2 separate regions of the Macaca mulatta genome follow, and region 1 is linked to region 2. The links are chromatin contacts, called in public Hi-C maps. All regions are on one chromosome and are shown on one strand. The core of a region is the stretch at or near the end of the contact, and the rest is flanking DNA. Distances in the headings are between cores, read along the strand shown.

Region 1 (5,168 bases), core at 1,840-4,339, 160 kb before region 2:
TTCCTTCCTTAGAAGGATAGATACTGAAGCAGAGTTGTCAACAATTGACTCTAACCCAAGGCAGAATGAATTGGCTTAAATAGAAGAATAAAGTACAAAAGCACCTAATAAGAGGAAAGCCTTCACTAAGGATGGACATTGAGAGATGTCTTTATGGAGGAGCAGAATGTCCAAAGACCCCGAAAGAGGTGTTGAGGTGAGGTTTGGGCATTCTGCATGCGCAATCTGCATGCCTCGCCACCTGGTTCATTCATTCACTCCCTGGAGAAGGGCTCTCTGGAACAGCCTGTCTCACACTGTGTGAGGAGGGATTTTGAGGATTTTGTTCTCTCCTGTACCCCCAGTGCCTGGAGCACTCTGGGTGCTTAATACATAAATACCAAATTGGTGAGTGGATTCACGAAAAAGGCACAACAGGGACAGACCAGAGAAGCAGCCTCATCTGTGCCAGGGATTCTGCACCAGATGGAGCGCCAGGAGCAAGCAGTGTGGGAGGACGTGGTGAGATGAGAGGTCGATGGGGGAAGGCTGAGAAAGGCCTTGAAGTCATGCTGAGGAGTTCGGGTTGTCCTGTAGGTGACAGAGAGCCATTGAGAGTTCTGAGAGGGAGAGATACGATCCAAGCTATGTTTCAGAAAGATAACTTGGGAAATGTAGAGTGTAGTGGAAAGGATGGATCTGAGAACAGAAGCAGGAAATGGGTAAGGAGGAGGTTGCTTCACCTCAGAGATGTCAAGGGTCTGGACTCAGGCCATTTGTTCAATGGGTGAATGGTAGAAGGGATGAAGGCAGTGGTGAAGAGAAAAGCACCAAAAGGGAAACACTATAGGGGTGTAGGATTCAGTGATCAGTGAGATGGGACAGGGAGAGAGACTGTGGAAGGCCTTCGCAGGGCTTCAGAGGGGTGGTGTGTGCAGTGCATGTGCACCTGTGTGTGTGCACTCATGCATGTGTCGAGGGATGGAGCTCACATGGTGGGCAGTTCTGGCATACATGGGGGTTTGTGGGGCTGCTCTGATGGGCCTGTTCCTTGTCAACAGGGCAGATGGCAATGCTGGCCTGATGCTCAGGAGAGAGGTTGAGGGTAGGGAATGGAGAGTTGAGAGTCATCATCATGGAGGGGTCGTTGAAGCCAAGGGCGAGAATGAGATCCCCCAGGATGAGATGGAGTGAGAAGAGCAGGGAGGGGCCGGGTGCAGTGGCTCATGCCTGTAATCCCAGCATCTGGGGAGGCCAAAGCGGGAGGACTGCTTGAGGCCAGGAGTTTGAAACCAGCTTGTACAACACAGTGAGACCTTGCCTCTACAAAAAATAATTTAAAAAATTGTCTGAGCAGGATGGCACCCACCTGTAGTCCTAGTTACGTGGGAGCCTGAGGTGGGAGGATCACTTGAGTCCAGGAGTTCGAGGTTACAGTGAGCTATGATCACTCCACCACACTCCTGGCTGAGATGTGAGTGACCTGTCAGTGTGTGAGAAAAGGCATTTTGTCCTCTTTTAATTTCCCTCTGGAGAGTGGAGCCTAGAACCCTGACTGCCTCTGACCTTGCCATCCAGTTGGGATGTGGCTCTGGAATATGAGTGCCTTTCCTCCATTCTTTCCCTGTGGACTTGCTGCTCTGTGTGGGTTTCCTTTCCTTTCGGAGGTAGGATGGGGAGGCCTGGGTGGCCCTCAGATGACAAAAAGACCCAGAAGAGCCATGAAAAGAACATAAGGAGAGGATGGAGAGGGTAGAGAGCCCTGCTCAGGTGCACTGAACATCATGACTTGGAGTCTAATTGGCAGCTCAAACATGGCATATCCCAAACTAAACTCTTGCTTCCTTCCCATGCCCCCATACCTGAACCCCCATCCGTCTGGGTAGCACCGCTTCTCCCTCATCCAGTTGCTCAGGCCCAAACCCCGGGACACAGCCTTTGGTTAATCCAGCAGGGATTCCTATGGCCTCTGCTTTCAGACCATCTTCTGAACTAGATGTCTTATCTCCTCTGGCAGGCGAAGCAAACTGGCCCCAGACACTCTCCTCTCACTTGGTCTCTTCACAGGTCTTCCTGTTCCTATTCACGCCCTCGCAGAAGCCAGAGTAATTTTAAAAACAACATGAATCGAGTTTTATGTCTTTGTTCAAAGTCCAATGGTTGTTCACTGCTCTCAGAACTAAACCTGAAGTCCTATGGCCCAGAAGGCTCTGTACTATCTGTCCCCTGGACATCTTTCTGACTTCATTTCCAACCACCCTCTGCAGCTGCCTCCTTGCTGGTCTCCACACCCAGAGAATGCATCCCTGTGGCCTGGCTGTCCCCACTCTGGGAGACTACCCCCAAACATGCTCATGACTTGCTCCCTTCCTTTATGGGGCCTCTGCTTACACATTACTTCCCAGGAGATGCCTGGAATACATTGGGAAAACGAATGGATGCATGTATGATAATACCTGTTTTAACCTTGTGCCTGGCACATGGGAGGTTCTTGCAAGCTCTCCTGTCTCGGCTATGAAATCTGCTTCCACTCCCAAAGGCATGGCTGGTTCTTTGTAAAGGAGGCCCCACCTACACAGAGAAGGTGGAGATCAGCTCTGCAGAAAGGACAGACGCACGAGCTGCCACTGGACGCCAGAGGGCGCCGCATGCAGCGGCATCTGCACACTGCGGTTCGGGCGGCGCTGCTGCAATCTGGGAGGGCTGCAGCCGTCAACGCCTACGCAGCAGGGAGAGACCGGGACTGGACAGCCACTGGCAGGGCTTCTGAACCAGCCGCGCCTGGCTCCCTGCGCATCCCCCATCCCAGGTCCTAAGGGCTCTTAAATAAAAGGTCAGGGGAGATTTTGAGGGTATGATTTTTTTTCGCCACCTATTTGTTAAGGCCTTAAACCCCAGCACCTTCAGTCACCTGAGGTCACATGTCTGACAACACTTCCCCTTCCGCATTCTAAAAATACAGAACCCAGAAACAGAAGCTTTAGTGAGGTAAAGTAACCTACACCCTCTGCCTAACAAACCCCTCAGCCCTCCCCTGGACAGCTCCCAGTCTCTCCAAGCCGACTTCATGTCCTAGGAGACCACCTTTCCCTGTTCAAGTGCCCTGTAGCAAATGGTGCTGTGAACTGCGATTGTGTGAGCTTCCTGAGAGCAGGTTAGTGAGAGAGAGAGAGAGAGAGAGAGAGAGATTGCGATTTGGTGGGTATGCAGGGCAAGGAGGCTCCTATTAGACTTCTCAGCCCCCAGACCAAATTGGATATCCCTAACATAGCCCTGTCCTCACACATCCCGGTCTCTCCTTCCAGACTCTCTCTTCTGCTTTCGCTCTGTGTGAACCCTGTCAGGCAGGTTAGCCTTGGAGGCTCTCAGTGTGGACAGCGTCTTAGAGATCACCTCACTGTTCTTGGGCGCACCCAGCAAACACAGGTCCCAGGAACTCACTGATCACCGCCCCATCCACAGCCCAGGTCCTCCTGTTGTTTTGTGGTCTACTGTGATTGGTGGGAATATCTGCCCACCATAGCAAGCAAACTCTGTCTCCCAGGCATGACTGCCCATCGTCTCACCTGTTTTTCCCATTGCGCCTTCTCAGAGGTGAAGGGTGTGCTGCTAAGAACCTGACTTGGCAGAAGGCCAGAGGGCAGGGCTGGGCAGGGCTGGGCAGGGCAGGGTAGGGTGTGAACAGTGAGCTGTTGGTCTATGCAGGGCATGAATCAATGGTGAGCTGTTGGCCTAACCAACGGATGGTCTGAGGTGAGGATGCAGGGTGGAATGAGTGCCAGGACCGGGTCAAGGTAGCATTTGACATGGGTAAAGTCAGTCTCCTATGTGCTTCTGTCTTCCACATAGCTCCTGATTTTTGTTCATTCTCACTGAAAGCTCCTTTTAAAATATCCTCCCCACACACCGCCAGGGGCCCCGCATGTTGGATCATCTTGCCTGCAAAACAAACTGCTCTTATTATGTAATGATGAGTGAGTGCGTCTACCCACCGTTAACAACCTGAACATTTGTAACAACCAACATAGCTTCTGGCTGGAGCGAGAGGCTGTGGACTGCCTCACTCTCACTAAAGTGTGAGAATTCAGCCCCAAGTAGAGTCTCTTGACATTCTGTTTTGCCTGGGCAGGCTTGTCACATGTAACAGTGTGACTTTCTCTCAGGCTTCTTGAAATTCTAAAATAATGGAAGCGCCTCCATATGACCCTCTTGGACAACCAATCTCTGGGGATTCCTGGGTGCGGATACCGGCTTTGGTGTCAGACTTGCTCTGTCCTGCAGAGTCCCACTTCTTGTTTTCTGGTTGGGTAGGGGTTCATTAGCTATTTTTTTAATGGTGTCGATAAAAAATGGATTAGTATGCTAATTTTAACCATAGCTTTCACATGGCATAATGCCTTAGCCCAATAAAATACATAACATTGTATATACAGCCTGATTATAACTTTATTGAAAAGCAACAACAAGGGGTAGGATTTCTAGCCATGGCAGAGTGAAGATAAAATTATATGCTTATATTCGAAAAGAAGATCTTACATCAATGACCTCTTTTCCAACTTAAGAAACTAGAAAAAGGAGAGCAAATGAAACCGAAAATGAGCAAAAGGAAGGAAATAATAAAGATTAGAATGGAAATTGATAAAACAGAGAACAATAGATAAAATCAATGAAATCAAAACTGGTACTTTGAGAAGATTAATAAAATAGATAAGTGTCTAGCCAGTCTAACCAGAAAAAAGAGAAATAACCAACACCAGAAATGAGAGAGATGACATTACTATTAATTCTACAGACCTTAAAAGGACAATAAGGGAAATTCTAAACAACTTTATGCTAATAAATTGGACAACTTGGTTGAAATGGAGAAATTCTGTGAGAGACATAAACTACCAAAGCTCAGACAAAGGAAACAAATAACCCAGTACCCCATAGTTATTTAAAAAATAAATATGTAGTTTAAAGCGTGCTTAGTTTTAACTAATTTTCTTAGTTAAGAACAAAAATTCCAGGTTCAGATGGCTAAACTGACTAATGCTACCAAATGTTTAAGGAAGAAATAATTCTACACAAATTCTTTTAGAAAATAGAAAAGATAATACTTGTCAATCCATTATGTGAGACCAGCATTACACTGATACCAAAACCAGACAAAAACATCACCAGTAAAGAAAACTATAGGACAATATGCT
Region 2 (5,071 bases), core at 419-2,918:
TGAGTGCCCAATATGTGCCACTGCACTGGGAACTATGTCAGGAAGCTTAGAGATTGATTCTAGCATAAACACTTTATTTTACAGTTGAGCATAAAGACCTAGAATTGCTCTATTCGATACAATAGCCACTGGCCACATGTGGCTATTTAAATTTGATTTAATTAAAATTAAAAAGTGGCCAGGAGCGGTGGCTCATGCCTGTAATCCCAGCACTTGGGGAGACCGAGGTGGGTGGATCACCTGAGGTCGGGAGTTCGAGACCAGCCTGACCAACATGGTGAAACCATGTCTCTACCAAAAAATACAAAAATTAGCCGGCAATGGTGGCAGGTGCCTGTTATCCAAGCTACTAGGGAGGCTGAGGTAGGAGAATTGCTTGAACCTGGGAGGCAGAGGTTGCAGTAAGCCAAGATCGCACCATTGCACTCCAGCCTTGGTGACAGAGCAGGACTCCATCTCAAAATAAATAAATAAATAAATAAATAAAGTTAGTTTCTGAGTCACAGTCACATTTCAAGTTATCAATAGACTCATGACTACTGGCTGCCACATTGGACAGTGCAGATCTAGAACATTTTCAGAAAGCTCTATTGGGCCACGATGACTTAGAGAGTTAAGTGAATTGCCCTTGATCACATAGCCATTCCAATCAAATTCTGTGAACAGCACAATTTTCCTGTGTCTTATGTTTCTACCAATTCTATAAAAATGAAACTCATTTCTGTGTTGGACATCTCCTCCAGAAACTTCTCAAGCACCTGCCATAATTCATGTTGAGATGAGAGAGTGAGCCTAGTTGTAAACACCAAAATATTTGAACAAAAACAGAAGAAAAGTGGAGATGCATGTACAGATATTTAAAAATTATACAGGTAGCTGACTCCAGCTAGAGTGAAATATCCACATGTCTGTCTGATTGTTTTTAATTAACAAAACAAGACTTTTAAAATGTTGAAAGCATGGCTTCAATTCTTACCCTGGGCACATGCCCCTATTTTGACTGTGAAACCGCCCCTTTGGCTTGAGGACTGAGGCAGACTCCTTCAGCAGTGGGTCTGCACAGGACCGTCTTGGATCTTGTTCTCTGCTCTGTATGTCCTGGGTGATTCCATGCCATGTCTAGGCATTAAAACCCATCTATACGCAGATGATTCCCAAATGTATATCTCTCTCCAGGCCTGCTGTCTCCTTGATCTCTGGATGACTTGGACTCTACACTTGGATGCCTAACAGTTATTTCAAGTCCACAAGTCCAAACATAACTCTTGATCTCACCCTGCCCCTAAACCCGCTCCTCCACCATCTTCCATTTCCCAACAAATGGTAACCCCTGCATCAAGACATTCAAGGCAAAACCTACAGGTCATGCCTGATTCCATTCTTTCCTTCATGTCACATTTCGAATCTGGTCACCTCTGCCTCTCAAATACACCCCCTACAAGTCTCTCCTTTCTATCTCCACCCCAGTTGTTCCAGACCAAGCCATCATCATCTCTCCGTGGACTCCTCCAAAAGCCTCATATTCTCCATCCTTCCAGTGTAGTAAGTTTCAAATCAATGGCCTACCTGGCCTTTGCCTTCAAAGTTAAAATGATAGGAAGTGAAGAGCAATCACAAGGAAGGATCTAAGTTAGATTTAAAAACAACTTCCTGTCAAATAGTGATGTGTGTGTGTGTGTGTGTGTGCGCGCGTGCACACACACACACACAGGGAGGCGGGTATTGACTGAGAATAAGCAAGAGGGAAACTTCTGGGCTGCTAGAAATGTTCTATATCTTGATCTAGGTGTTGGTTGTGTGGGTGCATACATATATGCATATAAATTATACTTTAATTTTTAAAAGTTAAAACAAAATAAAGAAAAGGAAAGGAAAGGACTTCTTGCCAAGGTTTTAAAGACAGTTTGGCAGCACACAAAGGGATGTTGTGGAATCTACTTTCTTGGCTTTCTTTCAGAATAGAATGGGAGTCCTAGCTGCCTGGGGGTGTTCAGTGCCTAGAATTAAAGAGATAAAATCAGAAATCACATTTGTTCTGCTTAATTCTACCCTTGGCCCTGTGTTAGATGCATCATGATGAATATTTAATGTGTCACTTAACATTTCATCACAGAAGAATATTTAAGGACATTATGAATAATTAATATGCTGGGTGGAGGGACGTTTTAGAGTACCCAGCCCGGGACACTCTCCACTGTGGAGCCAAATTACTGTGGGATTCTTTGGGGTCAAAAGCAGTCACCATTTGCCAGGCCTTTCCTGGATGTGTCCAAATGCCACTGTGTCCTTCAGCTTCAGAAATAAGGCAGCCTAAAGCAAACCAGACTGTGATAAAAGGATGTGTTGTAAATTTACATTTATGCAGGAATACACCAACACAGTCTGTGGCACCTTACAGAAGCCAAGTTGACTCATGGCTTTCCCTTTCTCTCTACCCACTGACCAGCGATGGGAGACCCTGACCAACTGTCTGGCAAGCAGCTGAGTAGACATGATGATCTGAGTGTGTTGTCATCTGCAGGCAGGCACTTGTGTTTGCCAGATTGGGTAAGTAGGAGTGCAGGGATCTTGGTGTGCCATATAACAGCACAGTAGTTAAAGCACAGGCTCTAGAGCTGCATCACCTGGGTTCACTGCCCACTGCTGCCCCTTCCTGAATGTGTGACCTTAGGCAAGTTTCTGAATCTCTCTGTGCCAAAAGTAACTATAGGCAGTAGCACCAGTGGCATGAGTTTTAATGATTTTAGGTGTTAATACATGTAACTAAAACAGTCCTTGGCACATGGCATGATGTTTTACAGATAAACTGCAAACAGACAAGTAATTTTCTTGTAAGAACAGTTCACACTTTCAGATGCACCTGACCCTAAGCCTGTGTTCTAAACCACCGTTCTTCACTTCTTCCCTGAAAGCACTGAACTCTGAGAGAGGTGTGCTGGGCACGATGGTGTAGCAGAAAGAAAAGAGTCCTCCTGGCACTGAGTTATACTTGCATAATGTGAGCCAGAGTTGAGGGCATGGGAATGGCATCCCATGACCTGAATTTATGTTCTGGCCGTGTCACCACCCAGCTGTGTAATCTTGAGCAGGTTACTTACCTCTTGGCCTCAGACTCCTCAGCTGTGCAGTGGGGAGTTGGATGGGGTCCTCAAAGATCCCTCTGACCCTGGCATTCTACCATTCCAATTTCCACTTTCAGCCCTGCTTATAGCAGTGGCTCTGGTTTGGGTACATGGCTTTGATGGGGAACAGAGGCTGAAAGGCTGCTGCTGGGTGAGTACGTCTGAAGGTACCTCAAATGACAAATGTATCTGAGCATATCTTTCTCCTGCCCTCGCCAACATTGATTTTTCCAAGTCTGGGATCGATGCATTGCTGAGATGGAGAGGGGAAGAGTACACAGTGTTCTTCCCCAAGTCCACAGAGGGCAGGCCCTTGCAGAGCTGTCTGCTTTGTGACTTCCTGCGTCTTCAGCAGGCACAATGTAGACACTGTCATCTGGAGAGGTAGGCAGGAGGTGGAGGGAAAGTGAAGGAGCAATATTCTCCCTGGCTTGAAGGCCAGGAACTGAAGCTGCCTGATTTCTAGTCACAGTTTTGTTACTTCTTGTCTCTGAAACCCTGAGTCAGTCCCTCCTGGGGCCTCAATTTCCTAATCTATCAATAAAGATAATCTTATCTGAGGCTAGTCTGGCATATTAAAGGGCACAGGAAATCTCCTTGCACACTATCTAGTCCTATAATATGGATGTGGTTTTCCTTTTCTTGGGTAATTTCTGGTGCTCACAAAACTGATTTACAAATACCTCCAGCTTTTGGGATGGAGACTAAAAGCCTTGCTTCTCAGGAGCATAGTCTTGCCACAGAAGCTGGAGTATCTAAGAGCACAGCCATGACTTTCTACTTGGCATCAAAAGCAGGGTTTGGGTGAGGAGCATGTAATTCTATACTAACGCGAACCCAGCAGGAAAGACAGTGTGATGGAGACCAGAGCCCTGTGCTTGGCATTGGAGGTGCACAAATGAATAGAAGGCTGATGGTCCAAAGAGAGAGAGAACTTGGTTAGACAATCACAATCTATGATGAAGTACATGTGCTTTGGGCGCATTGAGAAGAAATTTCCAAACTGGGATGTAATGTTGAGAGAGGGAAGGGAAGCCTTCCTCGAGAAGGTGATGTCAGAGCTGAGTCCTGGAAGGTGAATAGGAGTTAGCTGGAAAATACAGGTTTTAAGAAAACGAATTCAAAGCAGAGGGTACTATACGTACTGAGGGCAAGAAAGACTGGCTATGCCAGGGAAAACAAGAAGTTCAGAATGGCTGGAGTGTAGAATCATGCTTCCAGGAATGTGGAAGGAAGGAAAAAGGAGAAGGGAGAGAGTATCAAGAGAAGAAGCAAGGGAGAAGTGCTCCCTGATCACAAGGGAGAAGAACAGAACTTTATTCCGATTCCCAGTTTAAAAATTCTTTAAACAGGCTGGGCGCGGTGGCTCACGCCTGTAATCCCAGCACTTTGGGTGGCCGAGGGGGGCAGATCACAAGGTCAGGAGTTCAAGACCAGCCTGGCCAAAATGGTGAAACCCCATCTCTACTAAAAATACAAACATTAGCCGGGTGTGGTGGCGGGTGCCTGTAGTCCCAGCTACTCGGGAGGCTGAGGCAGGATAATTGCTTGAGCCCAGGAGGTAGAGGTTGCAGTGAGCCAAGAGCACACCACTGCACTCCAGCCTGGGTAACAGAGCAAGACGTCTAAAAAAAAAAAAAAAAAACATCATGATGGCCACAGAGGGTAAGAGATTTGCCCATGGCCATATGGGGAAACAAATGACCCAAAAATGGGTTGAGGGTGGGGTAGGCATGAATGTGTTGAAGTCACTGCCCTTGAGGGTGGCTGCCAGAGATTTCCTACCTTGCTGAAGGTGATCGCAAAGTGGTTGCATAGCAGGTTAATAGTATACTAAACGCACAGTAGCTGCAGAGCAGTCTAAACATTCCAGATGTGCTACGTTTCTGTGCAAGAAGAAACTAATTAAATTCTGTGAATGGGAAGTGTGTGTGTGTCTGAGAGCGGAC

Evidence for each region. Hi-C and Micro-C count contacts between places; a contact is called where the count stands out from the background.
Region 1: a Hi-C map of CD4 T cells shows a contact between it and region 2, with 6 times the contacts expected there. The contact joins two enhancer-like sites. A contact is called at or near these places in 7 of 14 Hi-C or Micro-C datasets (CD4 T cells, blood, cortical neurons and 4 more).

Annotation. Positions count from the first base shown.
Region 1 is chr1:129,570,227-129,575,394 of T2T-MMU8v2.0, reverse strand. No RefSeq gene overlaps it. Among named protein-coding and RNA genes, the nearest start is that of KCNA2, 14 kb to the left of the region's middle. Within about 2 kb of position 3,089, at least 14 of the 40 cell types and tissues checked have an H3K27ac peak or open chromatin away from gene starts, as enhancers often do. A contact at or near this core is called in CD4 T cells, where this site is marked.
Region 2 is chr1:129,413,483-129,418,553 of T2T-MMU8v2.0, reverse strand. No RefSeq gene overlaps it. Among named protein-coding and RNA genes, the nearest start is that of CD53, 87 kb to the right of the region's middle. Within about 2 kb of position 1,668, at least 2 of the 40 cell types and tissues checked have an H3K27ac peak or open chromatin away from gene starts, as enhancers often do. A contact at or near this core is called in CD4 T cells, where this site is marked.